2 separate regions of the Mus musculus genome follow, and region 2 is linked to region 1. Evidence: chromatin contacts called from public ChIA-PET data. All regions are on one chromosome and are shown on one strand. The core of a region is the stretch at or near the end of the contact, and the rest is flanking DNA. Distances in the headings are between cores, read along the strand shown.

Region 1 (7,512 bases), core at 2,299-4,798:
CTAGGCTTCAACCAGCAACTCTCAAGGTAGCACCAGACATCCTACATGCAGGAGGCTGAGGCTCACATGACTGGACTACCAACAGTAAACGGTTTCACCCAAAAGAAGCACTGTTTTTAAATTTTTATTTATTTATTTATTTATTTATTTATTTATTGGTTTAAATTTTTTCTTTTCTTATATGTATGGGTGTATGGATATTTGACCTGCATGTATATATGTGTACTCTGGGCATGCTTGGTGCCAAGGAGGCCAGAATAAGGTATTGGATCCCCTGAAACTGGAATTATGGAAAGTTGTGAGCCACTATGTGGGTCCTGGGACTTGAACTCAGGTCCTCTGCAAGAGCAGCAAGTGTTCTTAAGTTGTGAGGCTTCTCTCCAGTTCCAGAAGAAACATTTCAAACAGTGATGATGATAGCGAGAGCTTATGCTCACTGTCTACATGCCATCTCTTAGTATTGTGTTAAATCAGTGTCTCTTGGTTCAGTTTTCAAAATAAGGTAGTTGTGTTGGGCATTGTGGTCTATGCCTTTATGTTCAACACTTGGGAAACAAAGGCAGCAGCTCTCTACACAGTGCCAGTCTCCTCTACACAGAGCAGTGTTCTCAACCTAACACTGCAGCCCTCTAATGCAGTTCCTCACACTGTGGTGACTCCCCAACCATAAAATTATTTTTGTTGCTACCTCATAGCTGTAATTTTGCTACTTTTATGAATTTTAATTTAAATATCTTTTTTTCCCAATTGTCTTAGCAACCCACAGGTTGAGAATTGCTGACACAGAGAGTTCCAAGCCAGTTAGGGCCACATAGTGAGCTCTGGAAATAAAACAACATAAAAAGCAGTTCTTATTATCTTCCCTTTGCAGTTGACCAATGGAGTCTTTGGTCAGTTAAATCAGTAGCTGGTGTAACACAACTAGGAAGTCTCTAGAATCTGAGTTTACAGAATCTCTACCCACCATCCTGAGCCATGACCACCTTACACAGCAGCTCCACAGTCTACCTGAATGGCCACCTGTTGAATCTCTTGTCTTTACTTTTGTGCATGTGTGTGTGTGTGTATACATATGCATGTATATACACATGTGTGTGGAGGTCAGAGCTTCATTCACACGACATCTTCTTTTATCCCTTGACCTTATCTTTTTGAGACACTCTCTCACTGAACCTGGAGCTCACCAATTCAGCTAGACCACCTGCTCAAAAGCTGCAGTGGTCTTGTCTTCCCCAGCCCTCTGCTGGGGCTACAAACATACATCATGGTGCTGGGATTTCTACCTGGAGGGTAGGGAATCCAAGCCTGAGTCCTCTTGCTCTCCCAGACAGTTACACCTCAGCATAGCCTCAGCCTCTTTTTTTCCCCCTGAATGTATGTAGCTCAGGGTGGCTTAGAAATTCATGAAGTGATTAAGGCTAATCTCAAACTCCTGATCACTCCACCTTACTTACACGTCTGGAGTTCACTCTGGTAGGACCTCCTCAGGACCCTGCTAGTCTTAGATCCTGTATTCTCTGAATCCTTCTGTTACCTTCAAAGAGCAGCCTGGGGTGTTTTCCTTGCATCTGATAGCATTTCAAAGAAGTCACAGCAGCAGAGTCTGGGCTAGCAACCGGCAAAACAGAGGAAATTCTGAGCACCTTTGGCCATGAGTCACCACACCTTCTGAGCACCTTTGGCCATGAGTCACCACACCTTGTTCAGGAATTGCCATCTCTGCCCACAGAATCGCCCACTGTTTTCTGTGTGGGACCAAAATAGATACCTCCTTCATAAACTTTGTGTGTGTGTGTGTGTGTGTGTGTGTTCTCTCTCTCTCTCTCTCTCTCTCTCTCTCTCTCTCTCTCTCTTGGTAATAAAAAACAAAAGACAAAGATGGGTATGTGCTTCCAAGGGCAGACTAAGAAGCCACTTACAGGTGAGTGTGACAGGTGAGAGGAACCGTGGCAAGGAACACCCTACCCTGGTGGCAGAGCTTCTCGATATTTGTATGTCTGCTGCTTTGCTTCTCAGTTCATTCATGATCTATTGAGCAACTTCACGCAAGGTTAGAGAGGCAGAGATGAATAAGACCCAACTCTTGGCCTCCAGGAGCTTCTTGCTTATGCGGAGAGAATACCCAAGCTAAGGGCTGAGATTTAAGTAAGAGCACAGAGCTGGTGGACACACACTCCACTGCCCACTCCTCCTGCAAGACCGACACACCATAAGCTAGGAACTGCTTCCCATTATATGTACATGCAGAAGAGAGAAGGGCTCACGCTGTTTTGTCAGTGTGAGTGACTAGAATTAGAATCCAGCACTTTCCATTTTGAGTTTAGAACAATCTGCAGAGGTTTTGTGCTTGTTTGGCTCAGCAATACCTTTCAGGGACATCTCAGGTAGGACGTACTGGGAGTCCTTCAGTAACAGACTGTTTCCACAGGCTCAGGAGTCTCTGAGGCACCATCTATAGGCCAACTCTCACATGTCTGAGTACATTTGAAGATCTCCCAGGTCCTCAACATCTATGACCTCTTCAAGGAAGAAAGGAAAAGGGGGAGGGAGGGCAGGAGGGAAGGAACCTCATTAATCCAATTCAGACCATTAGTGAGTTTCCTTCCCTTCCCTTCCCTTCCCTTCCCTTCCCTTCCCTTCCCTTCCCTTCCCTTCCCTTCCCTTCCCTTCCCTTCCCTTCCCTTCCCTTCCCTTCCCTTCCCTTCCCTTCCCTTCCCCTCTTCTCCCCTCCTCTCCCCTCAACTTCCTTCCCCTCCCTTGCCCTCTTCTCCTCTCCCCTCCCCTCCCCTGCCCTGCCCTGCCCTCTCTTCCTGCCCTCTCCCTTCTCTTTTTCTCCCTTCCCCTCCCCTCCCCTCCCTTGCCCTCTTGTTATCTCTTCTTTTTCATCTCCTGTGGTTCTAAGGATCCAACCCAGGACCTCACCAAACCAACCTAGATAAGCATTCTACTACTTCGCTCTTGTTTTTTTGAGACAAGGACTCTAACTCAGGCTGACCTTGAACTTCCCCACCGTCCAGGATGGCCTTAAACTCATTATCTTCCTTTCTCCAAATCCCCCAAGTGCTGGGATTACAAAGTATATTATCAGACTGTTTTTTGTTTTCTGTGATGCTAAGGATTGAGCCCAGGGTTCAATTCACACTAGACAAAACACTTTACCTCTGAGCTGGGTCCCCAGTTCTTACTATACTGTATAAAGCCGAAAAGAAAAGCAGTGCTTTAAAGATGTATTAATAAACTATAAGAATAATACATAATAAATTGATATGTAAAAAACCACAATGTATATATGTAAATGAGAGCAGCCCTAAAACCAAACAGGCCTGTGTCCCCAGGGAAAAGGTCACTTTATCATGTTGTGGGGAACGGCAAAAGAAATGTTTCTAAAAGTTTCTTTTGAAGTCCCCGACATCTATGCTGACGTCAGCCTCTTCCTGCCCAGCGCTCTGAAAGTTTCCAGGGAGTTTTGGGGCCAGTGACTTGACACAGGGTTGTATGTTTGACACTTGCTGACTGTGGGCAGGTTGTGGTGGCTTTCCCTGCCTGCCAAGCCCCACTCAGCTGAGCATCAGCATGGTATGTGCTTCCTGTCCCCGTGCTAGTGACACCTCTCTGTTCAGACCTTGATTTAGAACAAAAAAGAACCTTTGTGAAGAGAAAACTCCTTATTTAAAGGAAAGTAAACCGAACTTTTGAGAGTCTTTTTAGAATAAAAGGGCGAGTCCTCAGGAGTCCCGCTGGTACCCCTGAGGGGAGGTGAGCCTTGAGGGCTCGCTGCTAGGTTTCCCTGTCTGGTCCCAGACATCACTTTCCCTTTCTAACTGTCTCCTCAGAGGCCGCTTCTGGAGGTAATTTTTAGCTGCCAATGCTGAGGAACTATTGGCCAGAGCATGCCACCCTGCTTCTTAGAGAATACAACTGCCACCATTGAAAACCTAGGCTGTCTAACCAGTGAGCTCAGGGCGTCCGCCTGTCTCCACCTCCCTTTTCCTCCTGTGCTGGGATTTGCATGTGCACAGCCATATAGAGTTTATAGAGTGCTGGGGATGTGAACTCAGGTTCTCATGCTTCTGTGGCAAACCCACGAAACCATCTCCCATCCTTAGTTTTATATATTTCACTATACATTCATATTATAATATACATTATATATTATATAATATATATTATATAAAACATATGTAATATATATTATAATATATAATACCATGGTATTGGCAGTGCTTAGAATAGGTGCCCCAGATTTTCGTAACTTTTTCTTTGTTTTCTGTTTCTCTTCTAATCTTTTTTTTTTAAGTTGGTTATTTTATTTTTTTACATTTCAAATGTTATTCCCCTTCCTGGTTTCCTCTCCGCAGCCCCCACAATCCCATCCCCCTCCTCCCTGCTTCTAGGAGGGTGCTACCCCACCCACCCACCCACTCCCACCTCACTGCCCTGGTATTCCCCTTCACTGGGCATCAAGCCTTTACTGGACCAAAGGCCTCCCCTCCCATTGATGCCAGATAAGGCCATCCTCTGCTACATATGCAGCTGGAGTCATGGGTCCCTCCATGTATGCTCTTTGGTTGATGGTTTAGTCCCTAAGAACTTTGGGAGGTCTGGTTGGTTGATCTTGTTGTTTTTCCTATGGAGTTGCAAACCCCTTCAGCTCCTACAGTCCTTGCCCTAACTTTTCCCCTGGGGCCCCTGGGCTCAGTCCAATGGTTGGCTGCAACTTAAACAGCTGTCCCACACCATGGTTACTTCTCCAGTCTTTAATTGCATTTGTTTAACAATTTATTTTAACAATTTATTTTCTTATGTAATATATGTGTGTGTGTGTATACATCTATATATATATGAGAGAAGAGGGCATCAGAAAACAGAGGGTATCTGATCCCTTTACAGGTTGTGAGCCACCATGTGGTCGATGGGAATTGATTTCAGGACCTCTCTGGAAGAGCAGCCAGGGCTCTTAACAGTTGGGCCGTCTCTCCAGCTTGTATTTGTTTGTTTACTTATGTATTCATTTACTTATAGACAGGGTCCAGCTATGTATCCTGAACTGACTTGCAGTGTAGCTAGGCTGGCCTCAAACTCATGGTAATCACCTCTGTCAGCCTTCTGAGTTCTGGGACTACACATGCAGGGGAAATCCCACAGATATCCATTTGAAACAAGCCCTCACGATTACAACTTGCTTCTCAGAAGGCTCTGTCTTTTTTCAGAAGACTGTGGGCGGGATTTACCAATTTAGCAGTGCTCCGCTAAAAATATGGCCCCCTCCCAAGAAATCCGTTTCTAAGATTTGAGGGGAAAACTGTCTTTAGTTTTCAGAGAAAGAGGAGGAATATTTCTTCCCAGACTTTTCTCTCTCTCTCTTTCTTTTTTAATCTGATAACACTTTAATTTAAATCAAGTTGACATTCTGTGGTAAGTTTGTGGTTAACTCTTTCAAGTGCTGAAGCTTGTTTTCTGAGGTGACTGGAGAGTTAGAAAAAGACAGGCAGCCCAACCACTGTACTCTGTAAGCATTACAGGCTCCTGGATGTGACAATCTAGAGGCCGCTCTGTGAGACAGAGGGCAGTTCTCAGCTCCTTGCCTGGGTTTCTCTTTCTAAGAGCAAATTCCTAGTTTCTGTAGACCTACTGTTTGTTGTTTGTGTAACTACTGCCAAGAAGGCACAGGGTTTTCTCCAAAATGGTCTTACTAGTGAGTCACACATTCCTGCCTTATGGAAACCCAGGCTTTGACGAAGCCTGAGAGAACTGGGCCTCAGAAACGTGTGTCAGATGACAACAGGACTCACAGACACAAAAGGCTAACCACCGTTCTGCAAATATTGTTATTTCAGTGTTTCCCCTTTAATTTTAAGAAACTTTTCTTTAATAATGACACACACACACACACACACACACACACACACACACATTTTTGACAGGGTCTCACTGTGAAGCCCTGGTTGTCATGGAACTATCCTGGAACTCATTATAGAGACCAGGCTGGGCTAGAACTCAGAGATCCACCTGCCTCTGCCTCCCGAGTGCTGTGATTAATGGAATGTGCCACCATGTCTGGCTTTCATGAGTATTCTTTCAATCATCTTTGGATTCATTTCCTGCTATTGGCATGGCCATATAATTTTCCACCTTTAAACAGAGTCATATCAAGAGATTTTCCACTAGTGAACCATCCATCACTGCTGAGATAAATTCTAATTGATCAGAATATTAGTTTTTGTCATACCTGGCTAGAACCAAGTACAAATATTGTAATCGATATTCTGTTGTCTGTTTTTATAAGTGAGATGGTCTTACGGCCATTTTCTCTGCAGTTCATCCCAAGTTTAATAGGAAGACTAACATAACTCTGTAAAAGGAATTAGAATCATTGAAGTGTCTGTGCTGGTCTGAATGAGAATAGCTGCCATAGGCTCATAGATTTGAATATTTAGTCCCCAGTGAGTGGAATTTCCAGTTTGGGAAGGATTAAGAGGGGTGACCTTTATTCAGGGTTTTGAAAGACTCATGTGATATTCCAGGGTTGTTTTCTCTCTCTCTCTCTCTCTCTCTCTCTCTCTCTCTCTCTCTCTCTCTCTCTCTCTCTCTCTCTCTCTTTCTCTCTCTCTCTCATGGCTGTGGACAGAGATCTGAGCTGTAAGCTGTTCCTTTACTCTACCATCATGGATTCAAACTCCCTGAAACCATATGCCAAATTAAATGTTTTCTTTGTAAGTCCTGGTACCCTATCTCAGCAATGGAAAAGTTAACTAAGATGCCCTCTGAAACAGTTTGTATTAAGCATCTGCTACCTATTTCATATATTTGTTCACAAGTTGATTTTTTCAAATGATTGGTTTATTAGGTATAATTCTCCTCTTTCTTCAGCTTCTTTCTCTCTTTCTAAGACAAAATGTCGCCATGTACCTCAGGCTGGGCTTGAACTCACAATCCTGCTCATTTTTGAGTTTTTGGTGGATCAGTAGTTACACCTCCCTTTTCTTCAAACTGATGCTCTGTTGTTCTTGCTCCTTCTAGTCCTGACTATTTTCAGAATCTACTTAAATGAATAGTTTTTAATTTGGAGGACATTCTCTGCTGGTTTTTTTTTTTTCATCTTGGTCAATCTTTCATTTACAGTTTTGATCTCCTTTCTTTAACATTATTCCATGGTTTTTTAACTTCCTCCAGTAAATATTAAATGGGATAATGCCTGTTCTTTGAACACGTATTTTCCTTTGAGGTTGTAGACATCCCTGGAGAGGCTGTGCTGGCTCAGTACTGCAGGGTTTGTGGTTATCATTTTTGTTGCTATTCGGTGCAGAATATTTTACAGAATGAGTTCTGAGTTTCCCTTTGATCCATGGATTTGTTTGGAAGTTTGAGGTTTCTTTTTTAAAATGTGTGAAGTTTTATTGTTGTTTGTGGTTTCGCTCTCTGTTTTTAACTTTTAATTTCATTGCGCCATGATTAGAAAATGAATCTGTGTGATGCTTATTCTTTGACACTTGTGGAAACCACCTCTGGTGC
Region 2 (7,512 bases), core at 1,452-3,951, 150 kb after region 1:
ATGATGAGGTCACCTGAGGCCACATAAAGAGAAGCATCCCCAGAACTGAGCCCTGGGTACCAGAGGACACAGGCTGGAAGGTGAGAAAACCAGCAGAGACCTAGGAGATTGAAGGGAGCCAGCAGACAACCAGGAGAAGCCAGAACCAGGCCTCTTCCTAAAGGAGTATTCAGTGAGACTGATGCTGCACGAATCAGTGTCAGGCTGAGGCCCAGTGACGGGTGAGCCCCACCCGGTGATTTTAGTGAAATGACCAAAAACAGTGATTGGAGCAGCTTCAGGAAAGAATGATAGGGCCTGGGCAGATGCTTCAGGATGGGCATCAGAGAAAGCCCTGAGTTGGTCTTGAGTGAAATGTGCAGTGTTGATGTGGGCACAGCCATGACCAGGATTCCATAGCCTCAGACCCATGGGAAAATGGCAAGACACACATACACACACACACACACACACACACACACACACACACACACACACACACACATATCCACCAGATGAGTCTCAGGGAAATGGCAAGGCCTTCCTGGCCTTCCTGGGGTGGAGGGGTGTCTAAGCATGGATGTTAACAGTGTGTGCGGATAATATGTCCACCGTAGCTTTCTCTGCCAATACGTTTCCAGTCTGAAGACTGATTCCCCATAGAAACTGTCATACTGAGATTAGTTGAACCTGTCCCCTTGATCCAGCTATGCATCATACGCCAGCCTTGCCTCCTTGTTCAGCTGCATGCAATAAATAACTCACTTCGCTGTTCAAGTCTACATAATAAGCAAGCTGCATTTCCTAGGTTTCTGTCTGACACCTCAGGCCACCAGATCCCAGTCTTTCCATCCCTGTGTCTTCATTCTCTCTCTGCCTCGGTCTGCTCCAAGTCCTTGGAGCTGTGCAGGATGGGGGAAGTTCAGGAAGTAAGAGTACTTGCTCTGAAACAAGGGGACCTGGGTTCAAATCTCCAATACCCACATACTATTCAAGCATGCCTGTTCATGCCTATGACCCTAGCACTGCAGTTGCGGGAAGATGCAGGCAGATTCCAGGAGCTTGCCTAGTTGAAACAGCAAGCTTCAGGTTCAGCGAGAGACCCTGTCTCAAAAAACAAGGTGAAGACGAAAACAGTTGTCCTCCCTCCAAGTGCCACTCACAGGCACGCACACCTGCACACATGTGCACACTGGCACACATGCGCAGTGGAAAGGTGACCTGGGGCCAATAAATGAACAAATAAAACAAAGAACAGTGTGGGCGTATTGTCTTTAATAGATGAGTTTGCATTTACAGTTTGAATGGTGAGAAAAAGATCTACGAAGGTGGAAATATGTTGAAAAAGGAAAAAAAAAAACAAAGACAATGCAACAGACTACAACATGATTCTACAAGTCATCTGGATGATCTCAGATAGGCTGAGCCAGGGGCATCTTCAGTCAGCTGAGGTTATAGGATGGTGTTGCCCCATCATACTTGACTCTGGTCCTGGGAGACTCCATTGCCTGAGACTCAACACACAAAGTAGAGACTAGGATACTTCTTCCAGACCAGGCCAACAACAAAACCTTCATCTGCCACATAGATAGATAGATAGATAGATAGATAGATAGATAGATAATTAGATAGATATATAGATAGAGACACACATGCCAAACAAAAGAAGGGACTGGAGAGATAGTTAAGGTGCCTGGTTCCCAGCAACTCCATGCTAACTTCAGTTCCAGGGGATCTAAATCCTCTTCTCACCTCCCTGGGCGCCAGACACACAGTTGGTGAACATGTGTACATGCAGGCAAAACATTCATCCATGTAAATAAATCCTAAAAACCAAACAACAGATCAAATAGATAACAGAAACATACAGAAGCTAACTAAAGTGCTGGGAATGAATCAGCACAGATTTCTTAGATAACACATTCCTTAGGAGCCATCTCTGTTTTGATTACAGTCAATGGCACCAAATACAAACATCAGTGTTAACCCTGTGGTATGCCTGGTGTTAATTTTAGTCAGTTTTGTGGAAGACTTGCCAACCAGGATGTAAATGAACATAAAAATCATAGGAACAAATTCCACTTGTGGGTCTCCTTGCCCGTGTTGGTTAATTTTCATTGTCAACTTGATTGGCTCTAGACTCATCTAAGAGATGGGTGAGACATTCTTCTGGGGTGTCTTTGAGAACTTTTCCAGGGAAGATTAACTGGGGAAATTGAAGAGCCAGCCTGAGTGTGGCTGGCACCATCACAGGGACTGGCTCAGAGTGAATAGAGAAGGAAAAGGAGAAGCCCTGCTGGAGGTTCGCATTCCTGTTTCTCCGAGGTGGGTCTGAGTATGCTGCCTGCTTCTGTGGTAACCCAGAGATGGGAACATGAGCAAAGGAGAGATCATCTACCCCTTTGCACATCTGAAATGTCCAAACAACACTTTCTACTGGCTGGAGCCATGCCGCGACGTGATCACCAGAAGAGAACTGGCCATACATAATAGGAGTCTCTGAGAACAAGCCTTTATCAGAGCTGTCTTAATTAGGATTATTTGGGTGAGATTATTTTTGCCTCCCTTTCCTCTCATCCCTCATAGCCCTTTAAAGTCTAGGAGAGCAGAAAGCAATCCATTTATTTATAGACATATAAAGAATATCAGAATCGTTCTCTGAAGACAGTACTGGGGACTGAGAAAGAAGTCATGAACCCATAAAGATGGTGTTGATCTCCACACTACTGCCACCCAGTATGCAAGTTACACTTCCTGCCTCTGTTTCCTTCTTAACAACAGAGTAACAATGGGGCTTCTATCCTCAAATTATTATAAAGATTAGCTGAGCTAACATGTGGAATGCTGGCATGTAGCAAGTGCCCAACACGTATGCCTGTTGCTCACAGTGGATCCCAGCAGCAACAGTGGAGGCTCAGTGGATAAGTTAGGTTTTCAAAGACAAAACCATTGTGGTTAACAGCAGCCCCAAATTAAGAGCACAGGTTCAACTACAGGAAGTGGCTAGGAAAACACTATTTGCACTTAGTGTCCTAATTTGCCTTTTTAAATTTCTCTTTGGGAGGATATGTCATTAGCTTCCTTTTTTCTTTCTGTCATTTGAGGGTGGGGATCAAACATGGGAACTTGTACTTTTTAAAAATGTATTTATTTTTTATTTCATGTGTATTGATGTTTTGCCTGTGTGAGGGTGTCAGATCCCTTGGAATTGGAGTTATAGATGGTTGTGAGCTGCCATGTGAGTGCTCAGAATCAAACCCCAGTCCTCTGGAAGAGCAACAGTACTCATCACTGCTGAGCTATCTCTCTAGGACCCCTGTTGAAGGGTTTTTATGCCAAGGGTTGTAAGAAATCAGCAGTTGAGCTATCTCTCCAGCCCGGAACTACTTGTTAGACAAACTCTCTGTCATTGAACTACATTGAAAAGAAAATTCTGATTTCATTTTAAAATCCATCCTAGGGTGTTAAGGCACAAAAAGAAAATGAGTGAAAAAAAGATCAGTTATTTCTTTTTAAAAATGAATGAATCTCTTAAGAGAAAAAAACATATAAATTAAAAATAGAAGAAAAAAATTTTCAAAAATGTATTATAGGGCTGGAGAAATGGCTCAGTGGTTGAGAGCACTTGCTGACATTGCAGAGGACCAGAGTTCTGTTTCCAGCGCTCACATAGGGTAGCACCTATGACCTGTCACGCCTGTCTCAGGAGATCTGATGCCCCTCTTCTGGCTGGAAACAGAACTCTGGTATCAAGGCATTCTCCCGCTGACCTCTATCCCAGCCCTTGCTTGTGGAATTTTGAAAGGTCAAATCCATAGTGGCAGAGGATAAATGTTTATTTAGGGAGCTGAGGGGAATGTGGGGAAAGGGAGGACTCTGGTCAACAAGTACAGCATAGCATAGTGCCTGCAGTTACCACCAGGAATAGATGCTTAAAACTTGGTGAATCTGCTGTTAGGTGTTATGTGTTAGCTTGCTTGGATTGCTTTGGGGGAAATACAATAAACAGAGTGGCTTTTAAACAACAAGTGCTTCCCAGTATTGGAGGCCCAGGCCCAGCCTGCTCTTAGGGCCGCTTTCTGGCTTACAAATGGGGATCCCATGAGAGGCTTCACATCCACGCTAATCCCAGTTCTCAAAGGCTCCACTCTCATGACCCAGGCAGCTCCCAAAGGCCCCAACTCTCAGTGTCCTTGGGGACAGTATATAGACATTTAAGCCAGAACAGCATAGTTATGCACATAATAAGAAGGCTATAGAAATGTTTGAAGGTGCTGGACATGTTTACCATATGGGATGATTTTGTGAATTAGCCCCAAATTCAACAAGTTGTGTACACTAAATATGTGAAGCTTCTGTAGCTCCAATACGCCAATAAAACAGTTTTGCGGGTCATCCAGTTTGTATTTGAGTCATTTAATTAGAGTTTGAAATAAACGATTCATGATTTTTTTTGTTTTGTTTTTTAAGGCAGGGTGTTTCTGTATAGCCCTGGCTGTCCCAGAACCCACTTCTGTAAACCAGGCTGGCATCCAACATAGAGATCCATTTGCCTCTGCCTCCTGAGTGCTGGGTTAAAGATGCGCATCACCACCACCTGGCTTACAATAATGATTTTTAGTGTAAAACTGTCCCAAACATTTTGCAGAAAATATGTTGTGACGTGTTTATTAAACAAATTCAAATTCGAGTAGTAATCTCTTATTTTTATTCACTGAATTTAATGACTTTTTGTGAAATGTTAACTCACATGGCAACTTAGATTCTTTTGAAAATATTTCTGTGGGGACTGGGGAGATGACTCAGTGAGTAAGAGCATCGACTGCCCTTCCAAAGGTCCTGAGTTCAAATCCCCAGTAACCACATGGTGGCTCACAACCACCTGTAATTAGACCTGATGCTCTCTTCTTGTGTGTCTGAAGACAGCTACAGTGTACTTACATATAATTAATAAATAAATATTTTTAAAAATGAAAATATTTTTGTTTGTTTGCATGTTTGTGGCATTATGTATGAGGTAGGTGTGTGCAGGTGTCCTCAGAGGCAGAGGGATAGGGCATCAGGTCTCACTGAAACTGGAATTCAAGCAGTTGCAAGCTGCCCCATGTAGATGCTGGCATCTGAACATAGCTCCTCTGGAAGAGAGACATACACTCAATCTCTGAGCCATCTCTCCAGCCCCATGAGTTCTTTTTTAATGGCAGATATAAACTTGGTTTCTTAACAAAATATGAAAAAAATTGATTGGATTTGGAGTCCATTATCTCAACAGCTGCTAGATTCCTCACGGTCAAAGTCACAGGAACTTAGACCTGCTTCTCATTGATGAAATAGTTGGTAGGGTGTTGTCTTAGTCAGGGTTTCTATTCCTGCACAAAACATCAAAAAAGAAGCAAGTTGGGGAGGAAAGGGTTTATTCAGCTTACACTTCCATGTTGCTGTTCAACACCAAAGGAAGTCAGGACAGGAACTCAAGCAGATCAGGAAGCAGGAGCTGATGCAGAGGCCATGGAGGGATGTTACTTATTGGCTTGCTTCCCCTGGCTTGCTCAGCTTGTTTTCTTATAGAATCCAAGACTACCGGCCCACGGATGGCACCACCCACAATGGGCCCTCCCACTCTCCATCACTAATTGAGAAGATGCCTTACAGCTGGATCTCATGGAGGCATTTCCTCAAGGGAGGCTCCTTTCTCTGTGATAACTTCATCTTGTGTCAAGTTAACACACAAAACCAGCCAGTACAGATGCTGAGTTGGTGGCTCTCCTGAACAGTTTGCTAAAGCAGTAAACTACAGGACACCTGTGGTGCCATCACCTCAGAATCCTTGTTCCCTACCATATAAAAGAAACAGTGTGAGAGTTCGAATGGCCCTTGTATGGGGCTAAGTCCACTCTAGCCACATGCCATTAACAACAGTAGATATGTGTTTCCACCTACATACAAGAAGGAGCTGGGAATGGCATCTCACCGTGAACCCCAGAGTTCTCTGCTGTTGAGGACAAGTGTGAAAATGTGAAATACCAGCTTCCTCAGGGATGTGCACTGCCCTGGTGAGGGAATGTGCAAGTAGCTCTTTCTCTGCATTGAGCCTGCCACTGTCTTAGTGCAGCTTCACTTTCCTCTTGGAAGCACTAAAAAAAGACAAATACTCCATATACATGTCTCTTTTGTTTCCTAAATGAATTTAAAAGACTTTTCTTTTCAAATGGCCATATGAGTAAATGTAATATCCTATATAAGAACTTTCTTAACATTGAAATGTATCAGAGCATACTTTACCATTCACCAGCAGGGATGTGGATAAAAAAAAAAGTGTCAAAGGCAGTTTGACTGCAGATTACTTCAAGATAACTCTGAAGGTCACAGTCAGATTTAATTCACCCAGGAGCAGAGGAGAGGTGCTAGAACTGCCTGGGTTTATTTGTACTTGCCCCTCACATACTTGAACCTGTCAATATGTCTACTTAAGTGAATATTGCTAGGAAAAATTATAAAAAGAGGATTGTATTAATTAGAGAGCTATGCCTATACTTAGCTGATGTCTCTTTTTTTTCTGGGTTAATTTTTTTATTAGGTATTTTTCTCATTTACATTTCCAACGCTATCCCAAAAGTCCCCCATAACCTCCCCCCCCACTCCCCTACCCACCCACTCCCACTTTTTGGCACTGGCATTCCCCTGTACTGGGGCATATAAAGTTTGCGTGTCCAATGGGCCTCTCTTTCCAGTGATGGCCAACTAGGCCATCTTTTGATACATATGCAGCTAGAGTCAAGAGCTCTGGGGTACTACTGAGTTCATAATGTTGTTTCACCTATAGGGTTGCAGATCCCTTTAGCTGCTTGGGTACTTTCTCAAGCTCCTCCATTGGGGGCCCTGTGATCCATCCAATAGCTGACTGTGAGCATCCACTTATGTGTTTGCTAGGCCCCGGCATAGTCTCACAAGAGACAGCTATATCAGGGTCCTTTCAGCAAAATCTTGCTAGTGTATGCAATGGTGTCAGCGTTTGGAGGATGATTATTGGATGGATCACTGGATATGGCAGTCTCTAGATGGTCCATTCTTTTGTCTTGGCCCAAACCTTGTCTCTGTAACTCCTTCCATGGGTGTTTTGTTCCCAATTCTAAGAAGGGGCAAAGTGTCCACACTTTGGTCTTCGTTCTTCTTGAGTTTCATGTGTTTTGCAAATTGTAACCTATATCTTGGGAATTCTAAGTTTCTGGGCTAATATTCACTTATCAGTGAGTACATATCATTTGAGTTCTTTTGTGATTGGGTTACCTCACTCAGGATAATGCCCTCCAGGTCCAACCATTTGCCTAGGAATTTCATAAATTCGTTTTTTTAATAGCTGAGTAGTACTCCATTGTGTAAATGTACCACATTTTTTTTGTATCTATTCCTCTGTTGAGGGGCATCTGGGTTCTTTCCAGCTTCTCGCTATTATAAATAAGGCTGCTATGAACATAGTGGAGCATGTGTCTTTCTTACTAGTTGGAACATCTTCTGGATATATGCGCAGAAAAG

The links. ChIA-PET counts read pairs in DNA pulled down with a chosen protein or histone mark.
Region 2: an RNA polymerase II ChIA-PET map of memory CD8 T cells shows a contact between it and region 1, with 82 read pairs. The contact joins two enhancer-like sites. A contact is called at or near these places in 1 of 484 Hi-C or Micro-C datasets (nephron progenitors), 1 of 115 datasets of contacts at active chromatin or transcription factors (memory CD8 T cells) and 2 of 9 other capture datasets (adipose tissue and pancreatic islet).

The regions. Positions count from the first base shown.
Region 1 is chr2:11,650,038-11,657,549 of GRCm38.p6, forward strand. The region is part of intron 1 of Il2ra (interleukin 2 receptor, alpha chain); the gene reads left to right. Among named protein-coding and RNA genes, the nearest start is that of Il2ra, 11 kb to the left of the region's middle. Within about 2 kb of position 3,549, at least 96 of the 459 cell types and tissues checked have an H3K27ac peak or open chromatin away from gene starts, as enhancers often do. A contact at or near this core is called in memory CD8 T cells, where this site is marked.
Region 2 is chr2:11,798,785-11,806,296 of GRCm38.p6, forward strand. No RefSeq gene overlaps it. Among named protein-coding and RNA genes, the nearest start is that of Ankrd16, 25 kb to the left of the region's middle. Within about 2 kb of position 2,702, at least 24 of the 459 cell types and tissues checked have an H3K27ac peak or open chromatin away from gene starts, as enhancers often do. A contact at or near this core is called in memory CD8 T cells, where this site is marked.